2 separate regions of the Oryctolagus cuniculus genome follow, and region 1 is linked to region 2. The links are chromatin contacts, called in public Micro-C maps. All regions are on one chromosome and are shown on one strand. Each heading gives the region's core, a stretch centred on a gene start, on an enhancer-like site or on the middle of the called end of the contact. The rest is flanking DNA. Distances are from core to core; before and after follow the strand shown.

Region 1 (2,700 bases), core at 132-2,631, 35 kb after region 2:
CAGCTCCTGGCCTTTCAATGCCTCCCCGGGCCAGGGCTGGGGACCCATCAGGGGAGGGGGGGGGAGGCTCATGGGCATTTAATTATTTAAAGGTCTCAATAAAAGGAGCCGGGTCTCTGGGGAAAGGGGAGGCCAGGCAGATGGTGCGCCCCGGGAGCTGGAGGCCTGGTGTGGGTGCGGGATGGGTTAGAGGAGGGGAAAGGAAGAGGAAGTGAGAAAGAGCAGTGACCACCCCTCGCAGTCTGAGACCAGAGCGCCTTGCCCACCACTGCCGGCTTCAAACTGGGGTCTGCCCTGAGCCAGATCCATTTTGGAACTGAATAGCCAGCATGTGAGGTTAGGGGGTGGTCGCCCCTTCACCTGTCTGCTGGCAAGCAGGGTTGCTCCAGACTGGCTCCAGCCCCCCAAGGACCGGGTAGAAGTCTGGGGGCGGGTGGGGGGGGCACTCTGGCTCCGCTTTCCTGTATTGTCACAGACATTTGCTGGTTCATCTGGTGGTCTCCAGCAGCCCCGCCCCCACCGCCCGGCCAAGGTCGCAGTCGAGGGGCCTGCCCTGTCTCAGAAGGCAACCTCCCAGCCCCTCTGAGAGCTAAAGGAGGCCCGCACCTGGGAGAACAGGCAAACGGGGTCCCCAGGTAGCCAGAACCCGGGGTGCGAATCCGGCTGCACCAGCTGTGTCCTTGCCAGCTCTCAGCGGTCTCGCCTTTAACATGAGGGTGAAGGGGGTCCCGTGCCCGAGTCCCAGAAGGCAACAGCAAATGTCACTCACTACTAATATTCCTGCCACTACTGGGCACTGAGGTAGGCGGCCCAGGACACCGCGACAGACACCCCGGGTTTGGGGACCAGGCCAGAGGGGAATTCTGCGCGGGGCAAGTTTGCGCACCCAACTTCCTCCCTGTGTAACCGAGCCCTGCGCCCACGAGAACCACGGGGTCCGGTTCGGGCGACCCCGTTCCCCGCTGCCTCCCTCTTCCGCCTCCACCAGGCTGAGCCCCCAGCTCAGCGCCGACCCCTCCCACCCCCACCCCCGATCCCTGGGGTCTCCCGCTTGCTGTGCTCTTTCCACCCCCAAGAACCGGCCCAAGGGGACCCCGCCGGGGCTCACGGCGCCGGGCACGCTTCCGCCTGGACTTCCCGAACCGTCCAGCGGGGGCAGCGCCACCCAGCCCCGCACGGTGGCGGCCAGGGAGACGACCCGGCCGCGGGGAGGAGCTGGCTCGGGCGGACGCGAAGGCAGGCAGGTGTCGGGCTCCCGCCCTCCCCGAGGCGCACCCACACGTCCGCCCACGTCGCCCAGCTCCCAGCCAGCAGCCGGCCGCGACCTCCCGGCGCCCGGGCAAGTGCAGGCGAGTTCGCTCCGCCCTCCTGGCCACGGCGGCCGCGCTGCTCCCCGGCAACAAGCTGCTGATTGGCTGTCCTGGGGGCCGAGCGGGCCAATCATAGATCCTCCTGGCAAGGCCGCTTTTGACGAAGGAGAATTAAAAAAAGAGGGGGAGCGTGTCGCAGGGCAGGAGGTGCCCCGGGGGTTTCCGGGAGCAGCGGCGCGCGGGGGCCGTGGGGCGGGCGCAGGCGCCGGCCGAGGCGGGGCGGCTGCTGGGCTCCCACCTGCTGCCTGGGCACCTCGGGGTCGCTACCCGGCCGTGGCGGAGCCGCCTGGGGACTCCGGGCTCTGAACCGGCAGCCCCCGCCGGGACCCTCTCCAGTCTCTGCGCCCTGGGCGCTTCTTCCCCTAGCGCCTCTGCGACTTCGTGCGGCAGAGCCCGAAGCCAGCGACCTCTGTAAAAGGCAGGCTCCCGACTCACCGCGTCCCTGACCCCGCACACCCGAGCAGAGACTGCCGCGCACGGAGTGGAGGTGACCGCCTGCGAGCCTGGTGGCCGGGGCTGGACCCCAGGCCGTGGTGCGTCGGGCAGTTAACCCCTCTGAGCCCCAGCGCCCTCCTGTGAAAACCCCTAGTGATGAAGCAGTGCCTGCCTCCTAGCACTCTGGTGACGTCACTTGAGGTAGCAATAACAAAGGCGTCTTCATCAGGGGCTGGGGGGAGCCCTGGTTCCAGGGACTTCGATGCCGTCTAGAAAAGTAGTGCAGAGCGCAGATAAAGCCCTGGGACTGACCCTGCGTGCAGCTCGCCCCCGGGAGAGATCTCAGCTACTCAGGATTCCTCGGCTCCTCCGACTTTTCTTCCAGTTCCTCCCTCCAAAGCTTTCGGACAGTAGCCCCTGGGGCTCAGCATCGTTCCCATTTTAATAGGGTTCAACCTTTGTCGTGGGCTCCTGGAGTGTCCTACTTGACTTCCCAAATACCTACGTTTTAAAAGTTGTATTTATTTATCTGAAAGGTAGCGTGGCAGAGAGGGGATGGCGGAGAGAAGGAGGGAGGGAGGGAGGGAGAGAGAGAGAGAGAGAGCGAGCGCTCCCATCCCCTGGTTCACTTCCAAATGCCCACAACAGCCAGGACTGGGTCAGGCCAAAGCCGGGAGCCAGGAACTCCATCCAGATCTCCCACATGGATGGCAGGGCCCCCCCTGCTTGGGTCATCATCTGTGGCCTCCCGGGTGATTGGAAGAGAACTGGGTTGGAAGACAGCACCGCAGGATGGAATACAGGGGTCCACCCCTGCTGGGCCACAGGCCTGTCCCCGCCATAGGCCTGGGCTGACACCTAGGTGTGCTTGTAGCTTTCCCCACCCACCTCCCAA
Region 2 (2,700 bases), core at 21-2,520:
AGTTGAAAGACAGAGTTACAGAGAGAGGCAGAGACCAGAGAGGTTTTCCATCCGCTGGTTCACTCCCCAATTGGCCGCAATGGCAGGAGCTGCACCAATCCAAAGCCAAGAGCCAGGACCTTCTTCTGGGTCTCCCACGCGGGTGCAGGGGCCCAAGGACTTGGGGCATCTTCCACTGCTATCCAAGGCCACAGCAGAGAGCTGGATCGGAAGAGGAGCAGCCGAGACTCGAACCTGCGCCCATATGGGATGCCGGTGGCGCTTCAGGCCAGGGCTTTAACCCACTGTGCCACAGCGCCGACCCACCACTGATTTTCTTACACCAACTCAGCGTCCTGCCTGTACTAACCAGTTGCTCCGAGAAGGTTGAATGAAATTGAATAAAAAGGCTTGAAAAGGATGCATATGAGGTTAATACATTGAAAGCAAATGACAAAAGGAGGGAGGAGTTGGAGTTGCTTGGTACAGAGAACGTCACAGGCAATCCAACCTTGCAGCTTTCATTACGGAAGGGACCGAGCCAGGGCATCCGTGGGGCTCCTGCCTCCCGGCGCCAGGCCCTGTGCCCCTGCCCTGTGAGCACAGGATCATGAACCCCGGCCAGGAGCCCAGTCGGCTACTTCACGTCCCCCCAGGCCCACAGCCAGCGCAGGTGCCCCGGGACTTCCAGGCCAGAGCTGCCCCCTCGGGGGGGAATTTCTTGTTTTAGGCTGAGAGTGCACCTGACCCTGCGCATTTTCGCTCTAGCAAGCGTGTCATCCACTCCCCCCTGCTCGGGGAGGTCAGAGATCACGGGGAATTGTCTGCAGAGCTGAGGATGAGCCAGGTCTGACATGGCCAGCACTGTCCCCGTGGTGGCTGCTCCAAATAACCCGTTGACTCAGCCTGTGATGAGGTCATCTGCTCTTACACGGCCCTGAGCCCCTCCCCCATGGAGCCACCTTGCCGCTGCCTCCCTGGAGTGGCCCAGGGCAAGGACGGCCGGGACACCCACCCCGTCTAGGGCCCGCTGGGCAGGGAGGCAGGCCACTGCTTTGATGAAGTCTCCGTAGGGCAGTAGGCACGGTTGTGAAGGTGAATGAACACAGTGAACGTGAAGTTCTGGGAGTAACCAGTGTTGTATCCTAACTGCTGGGCAGGGGAGGGGATGAATGGACCAAGTCAGGAGCACCTGGCCAGGCAGGCTTCTGACAGTGCAAAGGCTATTGGGCCCTCTAACTCCCGGGAATGACTCTCCGCGCCCCCCCCCCCCCCCGCTTCAGTTAGCACGCAGTCTTCATGGCACGAAGCTGGGACAGCCTTTTCCGCTGGCTGAGTCTGGGTTCACAGGCTGGAGACCCAGCCGTGCCCTGCACTGTGCTATCCACACATCACGTGGTATGTAGGAATGAATGCCATCTGCATCCACGTTGTGTGTACGCGGGCGAGGGCCATGTGCACGTGTGCTGGTCTGAATCAAAGGTTTCAGAATCAGGGAGGGGGCCGGCGCTGTGGTGTAGTGGGCTAAGCTTCCACCTGCGACGCCAGCATCTCATGTGGGCACTGGTTCGAGACCCGGCTGCTTCACTGCCAATCCAGCTCTCTGCTATGGCCTGGGAAAGCAGTGGAGAATGACCCAAGTCCTTGGGTCCCTGCACACACATGGGAGACCCAGAAGAAGCTCCTGGTTGCTGGCTTCGGATTGGCCCAGCTCTGGCCGTTGCAGCCCTTTGGGGAGTGAACCAGTGTAATGGAAGACCTCTCTTTCTCTCTGCCTCTCTGTAACTCTGACTTTCAAATAAATAAATACATCTTTAAAATAAAAACAATGCCATGTGACACCACTCTAATGTCCATGTTAAGGAAGAGGACAGTCACAGACAGCAGGCGGTGACTGCTTCAAGCTAAGATTTGAACCCAAGCAGCAGGGACGTCCAGTGGACCCCCTGCTGAGCGCTCAGCTCACGGGAAGGAGCCCTGTGTGGCAGGAGGGGCCCTGGCCATAGTGAGCAGCCCCACAGTAATGTCTTCCGACTGGAAGCTGCAGGGTGAGCTTGTCCCAGGCCACACCTGCAGGTCACCTGGGCTGGAGGACAAGGCTGTTAAGAACCCTTCCGCCTGCTGCTTGCGCCAAATGTTCTCTAAGAGGCTCCTGGGGGCTTGGCCCTGCCCAGTTCTCCCGGCTCCTCCCACAGGCAGCTGCCTTCCCAAGTTCATTACTGGATCCCAGTGAATCCAAAATTAGCTTGATTCATGAAAGGGGAACAACAGAAAAGCTGCTTCAGAGCCAGAGAGCCATCTGTCCCCCAAGTCCCGCGTGGTACAAAGGTTTTGTCCCATGAAAGCGTCTGCGCGAGCCCTGCCCCAAACTCACGCGTCCATTCAGTGCACGAGAGGACACAGAGGTGCACGGGGGCTGTGGATCAGTGTCAGAGGAGAAAGCTTCTCTCTCACACCCCTAGGAGAGGCAGAGCAGATGGGACAAGGACACAAACCCTGGACAGCACCGTGGGTGTTTCCCACACCCCCAAGTGATAGGTGCCCGCTCCTATGTAAGTTGAGTAAGGCTGGGGCTGGCTCAGTGGCCCAAGGAGGCCAGTCTTTCTGTGGGCTTCCAGGAACACAGGGTCACTCACAGGGAGGGTGGCTGGTGGGGACCTGGGGCTGAGGGGTGGCCGGAGAAATCACAACACCCATATCTGGGTGCTGATTCGAGTCCCG

The links. A called contact is a pair of places that touch in the nucleus more often than the background predicts.
Region 1: a contact with region 2 is called in a Micro-C map of ear pinna, with 2.2 times the contacts expected there. The contact joins two enhancer-like sites. A contact is called at or near these places in 5 of 6 Hi-C or Micro-C datasets (ear pinna, embryonic fibroblasts, liver and 2 more).

What each region holds. Positions count from the first base shown.
Region 1 is chr13:19,049,575-19,052,274 of mOryCun1.1, forward strand. No RefSeq gene overlaps it. Among named protein-coding and RNA genes, the nearest start is that of BTG2, 16 kb to the left of the region's middle. Within about 2 kb of position 1,382, at least 8 of the 8 cell types and tissues checked have an H3K27ac peak or open chromatin away from gene starts, as enhancers often do.
Region 2 is chr13:19,014,236-19,016,935 of mOryCun1.1, forward strand. No RefSeq gene overlaps it. Among named protein-coding and RNA genes, the nearest start is that of BTG2, 20 kb to the right of the region's middle. Within about 2 kb of position 1,271, at least 2 of the 8 cell types and tissues checked have an H3K27ac peak or open chromatin away from gene starts, as enhancers often do.